Linked DNA regions of Gossypium hirsutum: region 1 is linked to region 2. The links are chromatin contacts, called in public Hi-C maps. All regions are on one chromosome and are shown on one strand. Each heading gives the region's core, a stretch centred on a gene start, on an enhancer-like site or on the middle of the called end of the contact. The rest is flanking DNA. Distances are from core to core; before and after follow the strand shown. Region 1 has its middle 26 kb from the start of LOC107962826. Region 2 holds the start of LOC107900983 (F-box/LRR-repeat protein 15).

What was found. A called contact is a pair of places that touch in the nucleus more often than the background predicts.
Region 1: a contact with region 2 is called in a Hi-C map of leaf, with 6 times the contacts expected there. The contact joins the enhancer-like site here to the promoter of LOC107900983 in region 2. A contact is called at or near these places in 5 of 34 Hi-C or Micro-C datasets (anther, callus, hypocotyl and 1 more).

What each region holds. Positions count from the first base shown.
Region 1 is chrD06:17,400,860-17,407,419 of Gossypium_hirsutum_v2.1, reverse strand. No RefSeq gene overlaps it. Among protein-coding and RNA genes, the nearest start is that of LOC107962826, 26 kb to the left of the region's middle. Within about 2 kb of position 3,034, at least 1 of the 9 cell types and tissues checked has an H3K27ac peak or open chromatin away from gene starts, as enhancers often do. A contact at or near this core is called in leaf, where this site is marked.
Region 2 is chrD06:17,327,374-17,334,059 of Gossypium_hirsutum_v2.1, reverse strand. LOC107900983 (F-box/LRR-repeat protein 15) reads left to right here and starts at 4,877. Exons shown (of 18, transcript XM_016826794.2): 1 at 4,877-5,663; 2 at 5,751-5,973; 3 at 6,075-6,207; 4 at 6,570-6,669. The coding sequence starts at 5,317.

The DNA of each region.
Region 1 (6,560 bases), core at 1,785-4,284, 75 kb before region 2:
CAAAAAAAATTTATCTCTATTTTCTTCCCTTTGTCCTTCAATGATTGTTGATATAATTCCATAAGATGCTTTGGTGTATGACAGGTACTGTACCAATGGTTTTTACCTCCACAACGATAACACAAACATTCTAATTTTTCAGCTGTATATTTATCATTCTTTCCATCATTATGATCCTACATCTGATGGGTATTCCTGAAATGACCACCTCGTCCACGTCCTCGACCACAACCATGACCACGACTAAGATCACACCTATGTCCTCGACCATGACTACTAGCGTGACCTTTATCCTTTCCATTAGATGATGTCACATTCACTTTAGGGAATGGAGTAGAGCTAGTTAGATGTGACTCATGATTTTGCATTAACAATTCATTATTTTGTTCAACCACAAGAAGACAAGATATTAACTTAAAAATATTTATTAAAACTTTTTTCACAATATTGTGTCTGTAGGACAACATTATTTGCGTGAAATGTGGAGTATGTTTTTTTATAATATATCCTTATCAGTTATTGTCTCTCTACATAATTTCAATTACAAAGTGATTCTAAACATAGTTGAGTTATATTCACACACAAATTTAAAATCTTGTAATCTCAAATGTAGCCAATCATGGCGAGCTTTAGAAAGTATTACGGGTTTTTTGCGGTCATATATTTCTTTTAGACTATTCCAAAGGACAAATGGATATTTAACAGTCAAATATTCATTCTTTAGTCCCCCATGGAGGTGATGGCAAAGAAATATCATGGCTTGGACATTATCTTAACTAGATGTTTCATTTCCTTTATTAATAGTTTCACCAAAGCTGTTTGCATTTAAGTGTATTTTAGCATCTAACATCCAAGATAAATAATTCTTTCCAATAATATCAAAAGCCACAAATTCAAGTTTTGCAAGGTTCAACATTGATGATACAACTACAATGCAAATTTAATATAAACATAAGTAGTCTCTTAACAAACTTTCAAGCATAACATAACAATACTCCGGTGATTACAATAATTTAGTCACAAAATAAATTACAAGTAATTTGGCTATGTTAGAAGTTTTAACAAATTACGGGGTTAGTGGAACTTTTGACGATGCGAACATACCTTGATCCAAACTAATGAAGATCGCAAGACTCTTAGATTAATTTAAGCGTGCGTGTTGATAACGTATTATAAAACAAGAATAATAGATAAAAGATATATATGAGAATAGGGGGATTTCTATTGCATTCTATTATTTTTCATCATCATCACAACTAGAGGTGGCCCGCCCGAAATATGGGAGGGTTTGGGTAAAAATATAGGCCCAAAATATGAGATTGGGCAAAAAAACGAGGCCCGATTAAAAAACGGGCCGGGCCTCGGGCACCACTTTTTTGGCTCGGGCCCGGCCGGCCCGGCCCGAATAATAAATATTTTTATTTTTTTATTTTATTTAATTTTAAAATACTTTTTTTAATTTTTTTAATTTTAAAATTTTTTTAAAATAATTTTTTAAATTTTAAAATATTTTTAAAATACTTTTTTTAATTTTTATTTTAATTTTTAAAATAAATTTTTGGTATTTATTTAAAAAACGGGCAGGGCCGGGTTGGGCCGGGCCCGGGCTTATAAATTTTTTCCCGGGCCGGGCCTGGGCAAAATTCTAGGCCCATATTTCGGGCCGAGCCGGGCCCAGGCCTAGGACCCGGGCTGAAATTTTTTTCTGGGCCCGGTCCGGCCCATGAACACCTCTAATCACAACTAGTAAATTCCTATATATCTAATACATAAATAGGAAAGGGGTTTTAAGGAGATGAAATGTGAAGAGTTAAGGAATATGAAAGGTGAAAAGTTGATTATAGTGAACATCCACTTAATAGCATTCATAATAAAAACAAGATTTTTTAACTTTAAATTTAATTAATGAATTGGCATTGATTCAAAGCCATTTTTGTTTTCAATAATTTTAAAATATTATCTCTTACCCTAGTTCAAATCCATATAAATCTAGGAAAATTTTATTTATCATATTTCTATAATGGAAAACATGTGCAAAATGTAATTTTATATTTCCATTATTGAAAACAAATTTTTTTCTATTATAAAATGTATTTTCAAATTTTTTAAAAAAAAACATAAAATGAAAACCATTTTTTAAAACATTAAAATAAAAAGTTCATTTTTTTTCTTTTTATTTTAAAAATAATATTTATTTTCTATTTTAAAAATTAAAAACATATTTTGTAAATAAAAAATTTGTTTTCAATAATGAAAACTTGTTTGGTGCTTATTTTCCTATAATAGAAATTGAGAAATAAAATGAAATAATCCCACAGTTATATGAATTTGAGCCAAGGTAACAAGTTTGATATTTAATACTATTGAAATTTTTTTTAATGTTTATATAGGTTTAAAAACTAGACTCAATTCATTTAAACTTTTCAGTTTTACATAAAATAAAGATTAAAAGTATCAAATAGTTTCATTTTTCATTTCCCAAAATTTATTTTTAAAATTTTCAAACAAATAAAATTTTCAATGTTTCCTATTTTTCAAGAAAAAAAAACAAAACAACTGTTATTTACTAAAATCAAACGGAACTAAAAGTTTCACTAAAATTTTCAAAGGTGAAGCCAGCAAGTTTAAACAGAATTCACTCCAATATATTTACTAAAATATCTCTCTTTTAATGTTACTATTTTACATATTTTTAACTTTTAATCTCTTAATTTTAAAAGAATTTCTACATATATTTTACTTTTATAAATACATTTTTTATATATTTGATTAGAAAATCTTAAATTTAGAAAATATTATAACAATATAAATAAAACATTAAGAAACATTTTAACCATGTAAGGGTTGGATGAACAAGGACAAGTTAGAGTTGAAAGCTAATGTATTCAACGGATTCAAGTATATTTAAATGAAATGAAATTCGAGCTGATGAATCCAATCGAATTGGATCATGATGAGGTCTACATGAGTTAGTTCAGAAGCAGAAGACTTGAGAGGCCTGGAAGAAACTGTTTGTATAAGGGGTTAAGCCCATTGGCTTAGGCCCACATTAAGGGCTAGGCCCAATTTTCTAAATTCTTTAAATCTCCACCTCTAAATACCATACTAACAAAAATGCTTTGCTTTAATACAAGGTTTTGGACTTTGAATTTTATGTTATGTTTGAATTTATTTTAATTAATTAATTAGAGTTGAGTTAATTATTTAATCTAAGTTTTTATAATAATTAATTTATTGAAATTATTATAACTTAAATTTTTTTTCTTTTTTAACGCTCCTTGAAAATGAAATTTTAATTTAATATGAATTCTAATTTGAAACAAATATATAGATGAAATTTTAATTTTTTGTTTGAGCAAATTAATTAGCTGTAATTTTGAGAACAAAAAATTAATGACAACCTAAACCATCAATATAGTTGCTTATGCATCAGTTTTTGCTATATCATTTGGTGTACATTGTTTTAATGGAAAATCGAAACAATCAATTCTCTTTTTCCACAGCAGTAAAAATTTTAATTTGTATCGACTTTATCAATTTATTCTATCTAATTATGATCACATCCATCGAAACATTATGCATCAAATGATATATGAATAATATAAAAAATAATATAAAAATATATTTATCATTTATACTAATAATAATAAAAGCTTTAATTTTAACCATTAAAGTTTACTGACTTTAACTTTTAAACAACATAAAAATAAGTAAACAACTTGTATATAGGGAAAAAGAAAAGAAATGAAATGAAAATTTTCTCAAAGCTTCACTTCAACTTTATATTTAGTATAGGATGATTTTATTGTGAAAAATTTTATTGTTTAATGCTTTTTTTTGAATTGTTAAATGATTGATTTTTATTTGTGAAATTTAGTAATGAATATTTTATTTTCATTTATTTGAAATCTATAAATATATATTTTAAAAATGTTAATAAATCTGAAACGATACATCACAACATACTTATATCTATTTATATCAATTCCAATTCTAATAGAAAAAATAAATGTGCCATATATTGGCTATCTTGATAACATCTTATTTTACATATTTGGAACGGGATTGTCAATCGTTCAGATAGATTAAGAGTAGTCTTATAATTCAATTGATATTATTGTTGTTACAACAATGTAAAAGATGTAGGTTTCAATACACGTGTAATATACTCCAATTTAAAATTTTAGAATTTGTGGAGGTTATATGTAATTTAGGAGTCATAAGAAAAAAGTCAAGCATTGTCAACTGTCGGATCTTTTCCAAGTCTTTCTTTATCATTGATTGGAATTATTGGGACCCACATGTTTCCTAATCAGTAAGCAACTGTTAATTTATAATAATTCAGCTTAATTATCAAAATTGTTTAGACACGTTAATAAAAAACATTTTAAAATTTAAAAATAAAAAAAATAGAAAAAAGGTTTTTTTACGCATGTAATACATAATTAATATTTAAATACCTAAATGATATGCCAATCATTATTTATCAAAATGGTATGTTTTGAACAGTGTTGGGGGTGGAGGGAGATAGGGTGGTGGCACCACCAATTTTTTCTATTGCAAACATGGAAGCATCATTAGCATATGATTTGTGTTTTAAAAAATATGTTTAAATGGTGGAGGGAGTAGGATAGACGACACCTGCATTTTGTGTCCATACACGGGTGAAACTGGGGTAAAAATTCGAGTTACATGGGTGAGGGTGTTTTAAAGGCGGAACCTAGTGGAGGGTCCCTGATAGGTGGCACCTAGTGGAGAAGCCTTATTTAAGCAGTGTTTTCTTGAACAGTTTTGAAGATAAGAAAAGAAGAGGAAAAAAATTGTTGTAGTAAAAGAGAAATTATTGAAGAATTTGTAAGGTTAGTATATACCAATTTTATTTTTTTACAATATATTTTTTAGAAATAAAATATTGAGAAATTTAATTATTTTTATAGATTTAGTATTGAAGATGGATAATCAATTTTCCGTATGTGTTTAGTTCAATGAAGTAATTTTGACAACAATAGTTGGATGTATATTTGAATGTCGCCAACAAATTGCAATGAGATTTAATAGAAATATCTCAGTTGATGATATGAAAGAAATGATCAACGCAAAAATTGTTAGACGTTGGAGGAGGATTTCGAAACTATTCTAAAAATTTCCAATTTCAACAGATTGCATCAAATTCACCAGATGGAACTTGTAAACGATGAAGACGTAGAGACAATGGTCGCACTTTATTGCTCGAATCGAAATGGCCAAACTGAACCGATTCAGTTGTTTGCTGAGTTAGTTGATGTGGAGCCAACTGAAGATTTCTCTCTATTAAGTGAAGAACATAGAGTTCAATATTCATGTACGGTGGTTCCAAGAGCACATGTTGATAGGCGATCGACTATATGCGAGATCGGCATCAATCTTAATGCTCCACCTTTGTCTGAGAACCTTATCCTGGTCCCTATTTACAAATACATTCGGTGGTGATTGAGACCGATGCGAATAGTGATGATAGATATGATAATAATGGTCCTTTTGATTGCGAGGTTGAAGATTATAGTGATCCTGATCTAGGCGAGGTCCTGGATGATATCGACGAAGAAGGCGCGAATGATGATGGAAATGTTAACATGTCTCCAGTCATGAACACAAGTCGAGGCATTATGATACACAATGATCTTAGAGAGCACATATTGATCATAGATCCTGATGCGACGCATGTATTTGAGTTCCCGGAGTACCCCAATATACTACATGCTCACTGGTTGGCCGCAGATCTTGAACTTGAGGAGTTGTTTGTGGGCAAAAAATTTGCAACCAAGGAAGACTACGTATTTGCCATTAAATGGTATAGCATGAATGTGTTGATTGATTGTAAAGTTACCGTGTCTAAACTGACATTGTATAATAGGGAGTGTTGGAGGTTGGCAGAAGGTTGCAATTGGCGGGTACGAGCCACATTTATTCAAAGGTCGCAAATGTGGGTGATCCGAAAATTTTTTGGGCCTAACACATGCAGTTTAACACGCATGATGCAAGATCACTGCAAACTTGATGCCAAAAATATATGTAATTGCATCATGCCAATGGTGAAGGACATGCCGACAATTCCTGTTTCAGTACTGATTGCCAAAATGCAAGAATGATTCCAGTACTGGGTGTCCTACCGGAAAACATGGATAACTAAACATATGACACTAGAGTAGTTGTATAGAGATTGAGATGTGTCGTACAATGACCTACATGGGTGGATAACCATTATGTGGGAGTATGTGCTAGAGACTGTCATTGAGTTGCAGACACAACCTTATTACGACCTGGACAATCAACTACAACTAGGAAGAAGAGTTTTCCACCTGATGTTTTGGACGTTCGATTCATGTGTACGAGCATTTACCCATTGCAAGCCACTTGTGCAGGTTGATGGGACCTAACAATACGAAAAATATACGCAGATCCTACTTATTGCGGTCACTCAAGATAGGAATCGGAACTTGCTCCCGATAGCATTTGCCATTGTGGAGTCGGAGAACATGGAATCATGAAAATTCTTCCTAACAAACTTGTGGATATATGTT
Region 2 (6,686 bases), core at 3,628-6,127:
ATCGGTAAAAATAATTATTGTTCATAAGTGTATGTTAGAGTGAGAATTTGATGTTGCCATAGAAGGGAAAAATGTTCAGCATGTCATAAAACCTAAGAATAAGTGATGAAGTTTAATTTCCGAGCTTGGGGACAAAAGTGTAATTATGCAAAAGTTTGGGGGCAAAATTGTAATTTTTCAAAAAGTTGGGTGGTGGATTATTTTAATGAATGTGAACATTAAATGAGTTAAATTTGCTATTATAGATCAAGAAAGACGTGAAGATTATCTCAAACGAGGAAAAGAAAAGATAGTGGAGTGAAGTGCAATATTACGATATTTTGCACCGAGGTAAGTAAACACGTGACTTGATGTATTATTTTGACATTAATTGATATATGTTGAGATTTATTTGGAATTAAAATAAATGTTTGGCCATATCCTAAAAATGTTGTTAAATCAGGAAAGGTGGTAAAGGGTTGCAATATATGATTTATGGGTTGAACACTCGGAATAAGCCGAAGTATGTTGTACATAAAGGGGTTGCTGTGTGCTGATTCCCCGATTCATTGGTGGTGCTATGTGCGATATCCACCGTATCTTTGAAATGTGAAAGGGGGTTGCTATGTGCTGATTCCCCCGAGGGGTTGCTAAGTGCTGATTCCCCAGTTCATTGGTGGTGCTAAGTGCGATATCCACCGTATCTCTGAAATAAAAAGGGGGTTGCTATGTGCTGATTCCCCCAAGGGGTTGCTAAGTGCTGATTCCCCGATTAAGTGGTGGTGCTAAGTGCGAGATCCACCAATAACGGTTAACATTCCGAGTGCTCAACGAAAAAGTGTGGAAGGTGAATATTGCCATATGGTGGAAATTTTTATGGGGCAAATATTGAGTTGGATACTAAATCGATCCATGTATGAGATGGGAGAAAATATCAAAAACGAAAAAAGGAACGATTTAGTTATAAACTGTGTTGAACAACAGCAGATGGGTAACTTTGAAAAATCACCATAAATGGTGGAAAATGAATGGGAAGCTGAATAATATATGAAATTGAAGCTGAATGTGTCTATTTTCATATGAAATAAATAGAATAAGCAAAAGAGTTGTATTTTTGGAGATATCTGAATTTCACTGAAACAGGGCTGGATTGATTTCGGGATCCCCTGTTCTAACTTTGGAAAATCACCAAAAATTGTACAAAAATAATTATGGTGTGAAATTTATATTCCTGGATTCCTTATTGACTCTATTTTTAATAGAAACAAGCGAAACCATTTTTAAAATTTTGTACAGAGAGTTAAGTGAATTTTTTTGAGGAAGGGTCAGAACCGTTGGGCAGTGAAACAGGGGAAGTTTTAATGAATAAACTGTACTAATTGGCTGGGTAAAAAATTCTGAAATTTTTATGGTGAAATGGTATATGAGTCTAGTTTCAGGGAAAATTTACGAAACTCAATTTGGAGCCCTGTAGCTCCGGATAAAAATAAATTAGCGACTATGACGCAGAAAAACAGTTTGCTGGAAATTGCCTAAACAATGAAGTTATTCATGAATAAGTTTATATTTTGGTGTAGTTATGTGAGTAATTACTTATTTATCATGTGTTTACTTACTAAGCTATATGCTTACTCGATTTTATTTTTCCCTTGATTATAGTGACTTCCGACAACTCGGAAATTTGGAACGAAGTCAGACAATCATCCACACTATCCTTCACACTTGGGGTATTTTGCTACTATCGTTCCGGAAAATTATGGCATGTATAGACGACCTATGAAATATGGAATCATCATGTAAATATATGTTATGGTTTGATTTAAAATGTGGTGTTCATTAATAGTTAAATTGTGAGTATTATTATAAATGAGTTTGGTTGATATATATATATATTGGATTGTGATTTAAATTTGCAGGAGGTTTAAGCAAAATTAAGCAGAAATGCTGTCAAAATTTTTTTTAAAAAACTTAGTAATACCTCATACTCTGTTCCGAGTCAGAATACGAGTAAGGGGTGTTACAATATTCTTAGTAGAGGTGGGTTGGTGGGTGGCTGAGTAACTTGAGGAGGTTGCTAGGATTGTGTTTGGGTTGGAGGGAGCTCTTGGTTTTGGTTTGATGCATTTTAGAAATGACAGTAGAATAGTGAGCCATGTTGGTTCAATCTATGTTTACCATATCAATTGTTGATACAAGTAGTCAACAAAGAGGAAAGGATGGTGGAGAGGAATGTTGGTTCACCTATGTTAGGAGGAGAGCTAGTGGAAGGAAGAGAATAATAATGGGAGGAAAGTGAGGAAAAATGTGATGTTCTAGGGTTGATATGTGAGGTCCAAAGGAGGGTGGGTCGATGCTTAGTCCCTTATGCATCCAAGCTTATATAAGGGCACATTGTTTGTCCTTTAGTGCCATGTAGCCAACAATAGAGTGGCTTGCATAAATGTTCAGGTTGGCTATGTGTCAATGTCGTTACAGGTTAGTTGTCGCCATGGAGACAAAAAGTGCTAAATAGTTCAGTAGGGGCAAAGCCATAAAATTGTTTTGGCGTAGAAATAAAAAAAGGGGCCAAAGTGTAATTTTTACCATTATACTAACTTATAATTTCTTAAAAATTAAAGGGATCGATAGACGATTTTCTATTTTAGAGGGGCCAAGGCCATTGCTTGCCCCACGCTCCACCCTAGTAGTTCAATAAATATTTTATAATTTTTTAAAGTTAAGTGACCAAAATAGAAAATTTACTAATAATTTAATAACTTTATATGTAGTTTGCCCTTCATCTTTTTATATTTTTATTTAAAATCAATAAAAATACACATATTTAAATTTGAACCCAAAATATAATAATTTTTTTACCTTTAAAGTTACCATTTCTATTAAAACTTTATTTATTTTATATTTTTAATACATATATCATTTTGTTATAGTTATGTGATCTAAGATTACATATACTATTGAGCTATCAACATTTGTTATATCAAGTCTCTTTAAATATGATTTCGAATATGAGTATCATAAATAAAGAAAATAATATTACGAAAATTTTACTTATATTTAAATATTTATCTTTACTTGACTTCAAATTTTTTCGAGCACAAAAAATCTCATAAAAAAATATATTATTGAGCTGAATTCAATTCTACTTATAAAGATATAAACCTCTCACCCTAAACATAAAATATCTGTTTAATTTGATTAATCATAATGCGCCGATGGTTTTTTTTTTTGAATAATCGTAATAACAGATAAAGAAAAAGTGACCCAAAAGTTGTGGGTTGCACGTGCGATTTCATCTTTGAAAATCTACCTTGATGGAAAAAAAAGTGACTTTTTTAGTCAATAACCAGTCTTGTCTTGTCATCATAAAAAAACACGAGTTTTCTTTTTTCATTTTTACCAATTTAATTTTTATTTTCCACAACGATCCATTCAATTGTGTTTTTTTACTAGTAAATATATATTTTTAAACTATTTGATAAATATATCTTTTAATAAATAAATATTAAAATATTAAAATATACTTTAAATCTTAATACACTTAGTACATTTAAAATTTAATTTTACTACTTTTATTTTAAGAAATTTAACCCTTTTATCTTTTAGAGTTAAAAATTTAAATTCTATTATTATCATCATTAAAATTCTTTTATTAAATTAACTTATTTGTAATTTTGAAATTAAAAAAATACTTAATAGTCATAAGTGATGGAGCCAAAAATATTTTTTTAGGGTTAAAATTAAATTGTATATTTTTACGATAGTAAAGATGTAATTTACCATTTTAATAGACTATATATTTATAATTTTTAAAATATTAAATAAAATTTTTATTATTTTTGAGGGGTCAAAGTACAATTTTACCATTACTAATTTAAAATTTTATAAATTATAAACTATCTAAATAGAAAATTTTTCATTTTAGGGGAGTTGGGGCCCCTACCTGGCCTTGCCATTGGTAGTCATATAACAAAAAAATAGCATTGAAAATGCCGAAGTAGATTTTTTCATAAAAATACCCCACACTACAAAAATAGAGGGACCAAACTACATAAAAATTGAAATATATATATTGAATATCAAGTTTCAACATAGTAAAAAGGGTCAATGAAATTTGACCATTATCTTAATACTAAAAAAAGGGCAAGTCAAACCCAAAAGAAATGAGAAGCTAACATTTTAATCGAAAAATTAACATTACTAATTATTTGGAGTAAATAATAGTATTATAAAAATATAGTGATCAAATAGTGTTAGAAATTAAAATATAAAGATTAAATATCAACTTTAAGCATAATAAAGGGACTAAAATTGAATTTTAACCATATTTAAAATGTCAAAAAAACTGATGTGACACATGTCAGTTTTGGGAGGCCCTTATAGTTGTCTAGATTTAAAATGTAAAAAACAAAAAAAAAAAACGGTGGGACACGTGTTGGCCTTCCTTTTACATATAGTTGTATGGATTTAACTTCTATGTTTAAATTGATATTTATATGCTTTAAAATTGATACTAATTTTAATTTTCATCACACATTTTAATTCAATTTTATAAGTTGGTTAAAATTGAAAATTGTATTTCATGTTATTTTTCCATTAAAATTTGCTATTAGTTTTTATATTTAGACTAAATTTAATATTTAACTCCTATACTTAAAAAGTTTAATATTTAGTGCTTCTATTTTTATTTAAAAATTTCAATTGTAAATATTTTTGATTAAAATTTATCAACTTACAATTTTAATTAAGTTGTTCTAGTATGATATGAAATATGATTAATAAAAAATTTAAATTAATAAATATTGATAAATATGATTCTGTTTAATTTACAATTTTTAAATTAAAAATGTAAAAAATTAAATTTTAACTTTTAAAATATAGATACCAAATCTCAAAATCTAGACAAGAGAGGTAGTAACAATAATTTTAACCTATTTTTCCTTAGCAAAATTTAAGCATTGGGTTCTTCTTTTTTGGAAAATCAATTAGCGCCGGTCCATTTGTTTATTTTCATGCTTGCTAAAAAGAAGTGAATTTTACTTTACTAGACCAGATCCGGTGATGTTCGCTGCCCTCTCTGTATATTTTACATCTCCGTCTCTTGGTTCGTATGTATCAATCGATTCTTCTTTGGATTTTCTAAAAGATTGAACTTTCGAAATCTTTTTTTTTTTTGAAAATTTTCTAGGGTTCCTAAGAGGCCGGAGCTTTTTTTTTTGGGGGGGGTGGATGATGGAAGGTGGAAGGTGGTGAGTTAGGGGTTTATATTGTTTTAGTGGAGGGTTTGGTGCATGAGGATTTAGTGCTGCCTTTGCTTTATCGACGACGAACTAGACAACCATGAAGGAAGGGTTTTTGGCAAATGCTGACGACATTGAGGAGAATATTGTAAATGACGGCGATGAAGAAGCTCCCGCCAGTGTCACCGTCGCCCCAGATCGATTTGCATTCTCCCTAAACAGAACACTTAATAGTCGACGACAGAGAGACGAGACATTCCTGTTGTTTGAAGAAATGTCCGCCGCCATGAGGTGCGGTGGCAATTGGGTTGATGCTAAGTGGCTCCCATTGGTTGGCTGCTCGCGTCCTTCCCAGGGTGAGACTAGCGCCTCCGCTTCAACTGCCGTTGAAGATTCTGACTACCATGATTCGCACCATAAACGAGCCAAAGTCTACACTGTTTATCAGTGAGTTAACTGGACAAATGTAGGCAAAATTAGTTAAGAAATTAAATTTTTTTTGCGGTACTTATTCTGCAAAGTTTTTCATTGCAGCGAGAGCACCTCTTACTCATTAGCACCGAGAGAGTATAATAATAACCAATGCTCATCGATTTCATCCAATAAAGGGGTATTTTATCACAATTTCATGTTGAATAGTGGGAGTGATGGGCATCGTTTTGATGGTAATGGTGGGAAAGATGAGGAAAATGAGGGTGATTTGAGAGCTGAAGATTCTGAAATTCGAATGGATCTGACTGACGATTTATTGCATATGGTAGGCAGTTTGTATAATCTACATTATATGTTAGTTTTTTTTTATAATTTTTGTATTGTTTAATCTTATTGAACCGTTTTGTTTGTTTTTCCTGTTTTCAGGTGTTCTCGTTCTTGGATCATCGTAATCTTTGCAACTCAGCCATGGTTTGTAGGCAGTGGCGATCTGCTAGTGCTCATGAGGATTTTTGGAGGTGTTTGAACTTTGAAAACCGGAGTATATCTCTTGAAAAATGTGAGTTTTAGATTTGCTTAATATCTTTACTTCGTTTTCATTTGGTTTATACAGTGTATTCCAAGCAAATGAAGTTTAGAAATTGCTTAAATTTGAGACTTTCTTTTTTCAGATAAGAAAACTATATGAGTATGCAATTATATATCAGTTGCGCTTTCATCTTTTATAAATTTAGAATTAACATGTTTGGTGCTTGCTTCCTGAGCAAGATAATACTCACGTCATATGTTACAGATCTTCACAAATAGTTCATTCTCTATTAATTGTTTGTTGATTACATTATTTTGCATGAGCAAAAGTGGTCCATTGTTGTGAAGAAATTTGATGCTGAACTGCAATAATGTTGCATTTTGATTTTGCAGTTGAGGACATGTGTCAACGATATCCTAATGCCACTGAAGTGAATCTGAGTGGAACTCCAATTAGCCACCTTCTTGTTATGAAAGCTGTCTATTTGTTACGGTAATATTTTGTCACTA